Linked DNA regions of Sus scrofa: regions 1 and 2 are each linked to region 3. Evidence: chromatin contacts called from public HiChIP or PLAC-seq data. All regions are on one chromosome and are shown on one strand. The core of a region is the stretch at or near the end of the contact, and the rest is flanking DNA. Distances in the headings are between cores, read along the strand shown. Region 1 holds the start of FAM129A (protein Niban-like). Region 2 overlaps RNF2 (E3 ubiquitin-protein ligase RING2). Region 3 overlaps FAM129A (protein Niban-like).

Region 1 (3,396 bases), core at 422-2,921, 140 kb before region 3:
AAGGTAAGAGGCAGAGAGATGAAGGTTGGTATTTAAATAGGGGGTTAAGAAAAGCCTCTCTAAGATGTTAGCATTTAAGTAGAGATTTAAAGGAAGCGAGAAGGTTGGAGAGTAAGACTTGTGAATTATCTGAGTGAAGAGAAACCTAGGAGAAGAAAGAGCATGTGCAAAGGCCCTAAGCTTAGAGTGTCCCAGAAGAGCAAAAAGGCCAGTAGGGCTGGAACAAAGAGAGCAAGGGGGAGGGAGAGTGGGTGGGAAATGAGGGCAGAGAGGAAGTCTGGCCTAATGTCAGCGATAGACTTGGTGGCTTTTTTTCTGAAGGAGGGAGCTCAGGAGGCTATTGTAGTTATCCATGTGAGAAATTGCGGGGTTGATAGCAGTGGAGGGGAGGAGAAATGGTGGGATAGTGGATATATTTTGCAAGTAGATTTGAAAGGATTTACTGATGGATTGGAAAGGTGTGAGAGATTGTGAGGTATGAGACATCTCTGTGTTAAAACGCTAGATAATTAACTTTGAAGGAAAAAGCCTCCAAAGTCCTCCTCAGACCTGCTTCTTGTCTGAACAGCTCATTTGACCTTGGAGGTTACGTCAATAGGAGTCACTACGAGCTGACTGCTAAGAATAGGAAGACATGAGTGTTGACCCTTCTACCAAGCTGGTTCTTGTTTGGGAAAAGCTGCCAAGCTAAACAGTGGTTGTGGGAAAAGAACAAGTGCCCTTTCTAATGAACGCATTCCAGTTTGTCTAGGAGAGGAACTGAACCTAAAAGTGTAAGAGCAGACTTTGATCAAGTCTTAAGAAGTTTCTAGACTGGGAGTATACAGTAGGACCCACAGTCAGGTTCTCCCTAACTTTTGCTTTTTTTTTTTTTTTTTTTCCTTAGGGCCACATATGTGGCATATGGATGTTCCCAGGCTAGGGGTCCAATGGGAGCTCCAGCTGCTGGCCTAGCCACAGCCACAGCCACAGCCACAGCCACGTAGGATCTTTAACCCACCGGTGGAGGTCAGGGTTAAAACCAGCATCCTCATGGATACTAGCGGGAGTCCTTACCGCTGAGCCACGACGGGAATGCCTCCCTAATTTTTTCTATTTCTGTCTTTTTTTCCTTCATTCCCCATTTCCTCCTTGGCCCAACTTCTTGGCTGCAGGAAGGCAAGTTTATCATTGGTTTTCAAACATCAGCAGGCGTCAGAATTACCTGGAGGGCCTGTGAAAACAGATTGCTGGGCCCTACTCCCAGTTTCTAATTGGGGAGGGTGTGTGTGCGTGTGTGTATCTGTGTGTATGTGTGTGTGTGTGTGTGTGTGTGTGTGTGTGTAGAGGGAGGTGCTGAGATTTTGGATTTCTAATATGTTCGTAGGTGATGTTTGAGAACTGTTGCTTCCTGTCCTGGAGGGAAGAGCGTGCAAAGCAGGGGGCTTTTGAACTCCACCTCGTGGGATGTGAGGGGGAAGGGTCCGGCTCACAGGGGTTTCCCATTACCAGGGAAATTGTCCTCTGACTCGAGGTGAAAATAAGAAGTCAGCGAAGAGAAGGAGAAGGAGCTGAAAGTCGTTCCAGGCCACACTTCCCCTCAGAACTCACCAGTGAAGCGAAGGCGGGAAGGCAGCCCCGGGGCCAGCCCACAGATCCTCAGAGGGCGCGGACCCGGAGGAGGCGCCCTAGAAGGCCGCGCCTCTCGGAGGAAGTGTGTCCTTTAATTGCAGCGCTCAGATCTCCGTCGCATCGGCTTCCAGGAGCGGGCAGCGGGCGCCGACGGGAGTGGCAGTCCCTCCCGCCGGGGGAGTGGGCCGGGCAGCCGCGCGCTCAGCATCCTCCTGCACCTTCCGTCGCCATGGGCGGCTCGGCCTCCAGCCAGTTGGACGAGGGCAAGTGCGCCTACATCCGAGGTACGCCCGCCGGGGCTTCCCGGGAGCGCGGCGCCGGTCCGCCTCGAGCCTTGGCCCTACTGGGCGCGACCCCAGAGGTGCCCGCAGACTCCCTCCTCCATCCCCCGCCCTCCACGGTCCGCTCTCCTCCGGCGGGCGCGGGCCTGGCAGGGGGCACGGCGTCTTCTCAGCCAGCGTTCTTCCAGCTGGAGGGCAGCTCGCCACGAGCCCTGGCCGGGGTGGGGGGCGCTGCAGCCAGGTGAGCGGGCTGGGGATGCTTTGGGAAGCGCCGCCGGAAGGCTGGGAGAAACAGGTGCAGGCTACGGAGTGGGGGACCACCCCGGTTCCTCCACTCGGCCCGCCTCGATGTCTCTTCTGCACCCCACCCCAGCCCAGCAACACCTCCCCATCCTGTCTGTACCTGTCCCTGGACTCAGTTCTGAGCCCTTTCTGAACTTGCCGCAAAAAGAACAGTGGGGGATATCCCTCGCTTCTAGAGATTTCCCTGGGGATTCCCGGCCTATGAAGCAGAATTTCCCTCCTGGTACTGTTGGCCTGGTTTTGTAAAACGCGGCGTCGGCCAAAGTTTCACTTGAACTTCATAATGTCACTTGCGGGATGATTTCATCAGAGGCAGAAAGGACAATGTCATTACGCTCTCATGTTGTGTGGTTACCTTTACTTACCCGCAGACGAGGGGAAGCAAAAGAGGAACGCTGACCTGCTGTGTAACAGTTGCTAAAGTTTTAGATGGGGACAAACTCATTTGGGAGGCTTTCGGGGATATAGTGATACAGTGAAAAGAGTGAGGCAGAAGAAAACAAAAACCAAACAGCTGAAACTGCAGGAAATAGTGATTCTTTCTCTCCTGGGTGTAATTGGCTTCTTTCTCTTTCCTCCCTCCAAACTTTGCCCACAACCACTACCTAACATTTGGTTAGTTTGTGAGTTTAGTGTTTTTCTCCCGTTAGAAGTATCTTCTAAACTAGATATTACACTTAATAATGTTAAGAAAAAGAAAAAAGTAAAGTTCTTCCTGATACCCTTTTCTGGCTCCTGAACCATTTTCTAAGAGAAAAGCATTTATTTAGTTGTCCTTATTCCATATTTGTTTTCAGTTACCACAACCTTGAAAATCGTTTTAAAAGGATATCAAATCAGGGCACTAGAGAGCGATGTAATTGATTTTCCAGACTTCTGCTCTGGTGCTTTCAGAGGCAGAAGCTCATCAACAGCCCATCCTTTCAGGGGGGAGAATTTTGTCAAGTATCTCTTTGCTGTTGTTTATTTAAAATGGGAAAAAGATGGATGATTTATTTATCTTAGAAAAAGAGCTAAACTAAGCATGCCTTAGTCTTGGAAATTTGACTTTGTGAAATTTGACTTTGTGCTTGTTTACACAAATGTGTAGGGGACAGAAAGCACAGTGTAATAGAACATCGTGAGAAGGGGCTGGCATTGAGTTATCAGTAAAATGTGTTTATGGTATTTATTTTATAAAGCTTTCTTTCATGGAAAAGCT
Region 2 (2,938 bases), core at 59-2,558, 240 kb before region 3:
CATTTCCAATTCTCAAATATCAGAATGTATTTCTCAAAATCCTTAGGTACTTGAGCACTGTCCTGGTATAATTTAAGTACCAAGGATAATTCATTTCAACATACCCACTTCTGAGGGCTGTGATAATGCAGTCTGCACAAAAACGATGTAAACACTCCTTTGTAGTCATGGTATTCTTCAACATGTCCAAACAAATCGGGCACATTAGTTCACTGTGTAGACTTCGAGGTGAAACCACAATTTCCAAGCCATCGGTTATTGCCTCCTGTAAAAGCATCACTTTAAAATTAAATGTTACCCAATTTCCTTAAAATTATGAACAAGTTCAAATATATAAAAATATAGAAAAAGACAAAAATGAACACCCAGTCACCAGCATGATCAACTCATAATCAATCTTGTTTTAGCTATAATCTCCAACTTCCCTCATCCCCGGTACTAATGTATTCAAAAATGCTCTCATTTTAATGCTAAAATAGTAACAGTACATATTTATAAGATAACTAATAGTAAACTAATCTGGTATAATTTTTTAAAAGCATCAAATATGAAATCAGATGTCTAGTTCTACAACTAGCTTTGTGCCTTTAAATCATTAGTTTTAAACCTGTCTTATCTGCAAAATGAAGCAGGCTAAATGAACCCTAAGAATTCTTACATCTTCAAAACTGTACCATCTTGGAGTTCCTGTTGTGGCTCAGTGGTTAAAGAATCCGACTAGAACCATGAGGTTGCGTGTTCCATCCCTAGCCTCGCTCAGTGGGTCAAGGATCTGGCGCTGCCGTGAGCTGTGGTGTAGGCTGCAGACGAGGCTCAGATCCCACGTTGCTGTGGCTGTGGCGTAGGCCGGTGGCTACAGCTCCAATTAGACCCCTAGCCTGGGAACCTACATTTGCCGCTGGAGCGGCCCAAGAAATGGCAAAAAGACCAAAACAAAAACAACTGTACCATCTTGATAATAAATTATACATTTAATGCCATCAATTAAAATATTTTAAGACTCAAATACAAGTATTCCCTATTTATATACAGCTTAGCAATTTCATCTGAAATCACTCTTTGAACCTTAAAAAGTCTTGACCCACAGAAACACTTTTATACCAAGCGGTCAGGTTCTCAGGCTAACCTATCCACTGATTTAAACCACAGCACATGTGAAGAATAACAAGTAACAGTATTGCTAATTGCCATGTCTAAAAGTGTTTTCAGTGCTAAAATGCATTTGGAGCTTCAATGCAGAATTCAGGACACAGCTCCTACTTTCTTTACCACTGCCACTACCAACCCTTCCCACAAGGTGGCACTGAGAACAAAGACTACCAAACTCCTAAAGGCAGCAATACAGGCTCCTACAGATTGAAGAAAAGAGGTCTAGTAGGTGGCACTTAAAAAAGTAGATGGAAACAGAAATAAGGGGCTTCCCATACGTTACCAACACTTCCTGTCTCTGCCAGTTCTTCATCATACTTGTGTTTTCTCTACAGGGTCAAAGACTGATGATCCCAACAAGGAAAGACATCAAAACTATAGATATTGTCCATTAAGTATCATGTCCCAACCTCTTCATATAAAACACTTTCTGTATTTTACTTAGTTTATTACAAACAAACTCTTGATTTAGGAATTACAACCTCTAATTTGTAAATCACACAGAGTATGACGATGACTCAATCTAGTAATCTAGTCTGTCCTCCTCTTCCTCTTTAGAACTTGCCTAGCAATATCCCAATCTTGGATAAACCATCCATCCATGTTTTCCATGCCTCTACCTGTGCATCTGTGTAGCACTGCAGGAGAGAAAAAAAGGAACCACACAGCCAGACTGGTATAAAAAAAAACTTGTTTATCTCTCACTACACTATTTTTCAACTTTCCTTTCTACAGCCCTTCTACCACCTGATGATCTCACCTCAAATTTCATGAAAAGAGAGCTCTCTTATTTTCTCTCTACCAAATCTTTATAGAGCACCTTCTTTCTCACAGGAAGGAGAAAGTAGGTCTCTTTCTATCATATGTACATTCCTTTCTACCTTCTTAAGTATATCCCTCTTTTTATGATTGTTTGCTCTCAGACTCCAGCAATCTCTCCCTCTTCACTAAATCAGCCTAAATTAACACAGGGTTGCTGCATAGTGAAGTGTGAATGATGACCTTAGAGCTGTGTGAATGGGGTGGCGGCAGTTCCATCTCCCATCTTATTAACAAAACAAAATTTAAAACTTCTTGATTCCATGTTCCCCTCAGCTTTTCACTCCATTTCTCTGTTCTTCGGCACAGCTAAATTTCTCTGAAGAATTACCAGTGTATTTTCACCTTTTCCCTGTCCTAAAGGCATACACCACAGTCTACTCAAGTGAGTCTACTCTTGTTAAAGTTAGCATGTATATGTGCCAACTCTAATGTTCACCTCTGTAATTCGCATCTTCCTCATCTACTCAGGAGTACTCAACACAGTAACTGCATCTTCTTTCTTGAAACACTTCGTCTTGGGTTTTCATCCACTCTCTTCAACGTCCATTTTTCCTTACTTTTCTCTGGCTGTTCCTTCTAAGTCTCCTTTGCTGGCTCCTTTTCTTTCTTTCTTTCTTTTTTTTTTTTTTTTTTTTTTTTTTTGTCTTTTGTCTTTTTAGGGCCACATCCACAGCATATGGAAGTTTTCAGGCTAGGAACTGAATCAGAGCTGTAGCTGCAGGCCTACACCACAGCAACAGCAACACGGGATCTGAGCTACGTCTGTGACATTCACTGCAGCCCACTGAACAAGGCCAGGGATCGAACCCACATCCTCATGGATATTAGTCGGGTTTGTTAACCACTGAACCATGACAGGAACTCCCTGGGTCCTTTTCTATTACTTAATTTCTAAATGTTAAAGCTCCTCTGGCTGAAGTTCTGGGCCTTCTGTTCATCTCTCTTTAACTGATCTTATCCTTTCTCA
Region 3 (3,356 bases), core at 212-2,711:
TGCCTTTATAGGGTCATTGAACATCTAAAGCCAAAAACATTTTCTCATGTAATGGGCTATTCTTTATTGTTTTAACATATGACTCAGAATACTCTCCCTCCACCCCTCTTCCTTTTCCCTCTCCACTCCCCCACTGCCCGCCCCCGACCTTCTTCTTCTTTTGGTGGATTCTAAATTCATTTATTTCCCATCCTGAGACTTACTCAAGACCTTCAACCAATTCTTGGTTTCTGATATGTGGAAGAAGCACAGTCATTTACAAACCTGAGAGGATTAAGGGCTAACCATACTTATGCCAAAAAATAAAAAATGAAAGCTAGGGGAGGCTGAACCATTTGCCACTGATTGGCCTTTCATATAAACAAACGTATTTAATAGACATGCCAATATTAAAATGCCTTCGTGTAATACTTTTTATGTTCAAATCCTAACTCCGTCTGTTCATTTTATCAGTCTCTTAGGATGGGTAGACCAGTTATAATTTCCATTTTGCAAGTGAGAAAACTGAGGGAGGAATATAGCGATTGAATGACTGGCCCAGTTTTTTTCATTCAAAAATTATTTATTGAGCCACTTTATACCAGGCACTATGCTGGGTGCTAGAAATCCAGAGGTGGGCAAGGCAGAGTGTCCCTGCCCTGTGCAGCTGATTGTTTCAGAGTCACATGCTAAGTGGATAAATGACAAAGGAAACAATGGCGTCTGACTCCTGGTCCAGTGAAAGATCAGTATCAACGGTGAGACTATACCAAGTTAAACAGTCAGTTAGCTCCTTGAGTTTGGCTCGGCTACGTGCTTAATTTCTTCTCTCATTTGAAATCTCACATGAGCCCACATTCCTTCATGATGCCATGGAAAGCAAGTACGTAATAAGTCCTTTCTGGGAGTTGAGGACTGAGTTTGTTTTCTTCTGTTGACTTTCTGCTCTTTACTTTGGGCTGGTAGGTGTACATTGCTACAAGGTGCAAGAGAACGAAATGCCTCCTCCGTCATCACAGTGAGGCAGGACATACCTAGAGACACCCAGAGAACAAGGCAGCCTGAGAAGTGTGTGTGTGGGCACCTGTGTGCGTCTGTATTTACGTGGACATCATTCAGCAGCGCACAAAGCAGTCATAGGCAGGTGCTAATTTTTCAGTATGAAAAACATATCCAAAGGGAAAAACAAAGCAAAAACCAGAGGAGAAATCAGTATAAGCTGGGGTTTTCAGGTGACCGACCCCATAAGAACTTTTGCTCCCCTGAGAATCCGAGTGTCTTTGTCAAAATCACGGGCTCATAAAACGTGAGCCCTGGAAGAGCATTATTTTAGGGTTATTTGTTCAGCACCCTCCAAGCTCGAGAAAGAACATTCGGAGCCGTTGGCTCGAGTCACAAGGCCAGTATGTGACAGAAGTGCATTTTGAACCATGTCAGATGATCCTTGGAGAAGCTGGTGAGAGGAAATGACTTTTAAGACTTCCCTGTTTGGGGCCCGGCTGAGGCTCCGCTTCACCGTAACTGCTTACACATGGGCTGAAGCAGCCCCTGTCCTAAGACTCAGAAAAAAAGAGGTCAAGGCCCCAAAGAAGCTACCAAGTAGTTAAAGGAAAAGGCATGGCATGACCGAGTTTGAGAATATGACATCTTTTGTTTAAAGCACTGAGGTTATTTGCATTTTTTTCATGCCTGCTTAGACCTTAGTCATAACATTATCCGAACCCCCTCTATCCTAGGGGACGGTATTTAGACAATTTTCAGGTTTGTTACATTATTATCTTCTTCGTAATGACTCACACGGCAAGTATGGCACGTCCTCCTGGCGATGGTTATTTTAGGCAAGCGTCCAGGCAAAGCAAATATCTTCGAGTGACTTGTCTGACCGACTATTAGGGTGAAAATATGTGTACACCAGTCAAAGCATCAGTACATTTTCTGCTTGTCAATAAAAATGTACCAAATGAAGTCATGAGGGGAAAACATTTTGTACAATGTAAATATAAGTTTTGCCATATATTTGTTATTTGCCTTTCGGATCGAGAGAGGAGCTCATCATTCCCACAGGTCAGGGTGGTTTCAAGACTGGAAAACTACCCACAGTTTTTAGGCCTTGTCCATATGTTCCAGAGTTACCTTTTGTCTAATGACCTTGAATGTGACCCTTTTAAATGGATTCTTTTGTCCGTGGCCTCTCAGTAACACAAAGGGCAGGAAGCCCATGGCCTGGGCAGACAAGGGGCCAGCCTCAGGAAGGAGGGCAGGCTTTCTGGGCCTCGCCCCTTCCTCATCCCCTCAGCATCCGGAAGGCCACACGTGGGGTGTCCTTTAGAGAATGACCCTGGGTTTGCCGGTTTTGATCAGCCTAATGGCATGTTTGGCTTCTTATATGTGTGATGGAATTTTAAAATCTCCCAGTGAAATCCCAGCAGTTAAATGTACATACACCCCCTCTTTTAAAGCACAAGAGATTGTTTCAGGTCCCTTATGGGAAAACTCAGTGACTTCTGTTCTGAGGAGGAAAGACTGGCGAACCCCTTCATAAAGTATGATTTTTTTTTTAAGATTGGATTAGCTCTTCTCTCGGCCAGCCCCAGGGCTTTGAACTCATGGAAGGCTGAGCAAGGTAGGGGACCCCAGAGGGTCCTGGGTTGGGGAAGAACAGCTCAAGGGCAGGGTGGGGAGCCCTGAGTTTTACAGGAAGATGAGCTGTTGGAATGAGACAGGGTTTGGCTTCAGTATCCAGGAGCTCTGGCTGCCCCGGGCTTTTCCCTAATCACCCACCTCCCTCACCACCCACTCCCCCCCTCCTTTTTTTTTCCAGACATAGTTTCTTTTTCAATCCCCTAAGCTATAAAATAGAACCAAATTTCTTGGAACATTGTATGGGAAAGACTAAAACAAAACTGTAAGCCCACCCAAATGGGACAGTCTCTTTCTTTGGACTGTATAACACTTTTCATCTTTCAACCCCCTTTCATGCTCCTGCTCAGATTCAAACCCATCTGTGCAAGAGGGTAAATTTGGACAATTCTTATGATTCTTGAGTTTAATACTTTTCAACTAAGATAATATTTTCCATTGAGTTTAAATTCAGGCTTCAGTTGCCTTATGCCCTTAGCTCACTCTCCCCGTTGCCACTGTTGCGTCACTCTTGGGCAGATGTGTTCCAAACAAGAATTTACTCCACTGGGCAAAATGGGGTTCAGGAATTATTAATTATATACCTGACTCTAAGAAGATGGGAGTGGGATTCCTGGTGCAGAAAGAACACAGAGCATGAAGACACTTAGATCCTGATAAATCTCGAGGGGGCACAATGGTCTCAGAGGACACAGACAAGGACTCAAGCCATCAAAACCAAGCCTGGACCCCTTCAC

Evidence for each region. HiChIP or PLAC-seq counts read pairs in DNA pulled down with a chosen protein or histone mark.
Region 1: a contact with region 3 is called in an H3K27ac HiChIP or PLAC-seq map of alveolar macrophages. The contact joins the promoter of FAM129A here to the enhancer-like site in region 3. A contact is called at or near these places in 3 of 5 promoter capture datasets (fetal liver, fetal skeletal muscle and liver), 22 of 47 Hi-C or Micro-C datasets (adipose tissue, alveolar macrophages, blood and 14 more) and 2 of 2 datasets of contacts at active chromatin or transcription factors (alveolar macrophages and skeletal muscle).
Region 2: an H3K27ac HiChIP or PLAC-seq map of alveolar macrophages shows a contact between it and region 3. The contact joins two enhancer-like sites. A contact is called at or near these places in 8 of 47 Hi-C or Micro-C datasets (embryonic fibroblasts, fetal heart ventricle, fetal liver and 4 more) and 2 of 2 datasets of contacts at active chromatin or transcription factors (alveolar macrophages and skeletal muscle).

What each region holds. Positions count from the first base shown.
Region 1 is chr9:126,170,854-126,174,249 of Sscrofa11.1, reverse strand. It overlaps FAM129A (protein Niban-like), which reads left to right and starts at 1,671. Exons shown (of 14, transcript NM_001243219.1): 1 at 1,671-1,895. The coding sequence starts at 1,841. RNF2 (E3 ubiquitin-protein ligase RING2) reads right to left here and starts at 1,613. Exons shown (of 7, transcript XM_021102634.1): 1 at 1,591-1,613.
Region 2 is chr9:126,271,146-126,274,083 of Sscrofa11.1, reverse strand. It overlaps RNF2 (E3 ubiquitin-protein ligase RING2), which reads right to left. Exons shown (of 7, transcript XM_021102634.1): 3 at 105-265. Among named protein-coding and RNA genes, the nearest start is that of SWT1, 75 kb to the left of the region's middle. Within about 2 kb of position 1,308, at least 3 of the 83 cell types and tissues checked have an H3K27ac peak or open chromatin away from gene starts, as enhancers often do. A contact at or near this core is called in alveolar macrophages, where this site is marked.
Region 3 is chr9:126,031,191-126,034,546 of Sscrofa11.1, reverse strand. The region is part of intron 6 of FAM129A (protein Niban-like); the gene reads left to right. Among named protein-coding and RNA genes, the nearest start is that of EDEM3, 50 kb to the right of the region's middle. Within about 2 kb of position 1,461, at least 22 of the 83 cell types and tissues checked have an H3K27ac peak or open chromatin away from gene starts, as enhancers often do. A contact at or near this core is called in adipose tissue, alveolar macrophages, omental adipose tissue and 3 more, where this site is marked.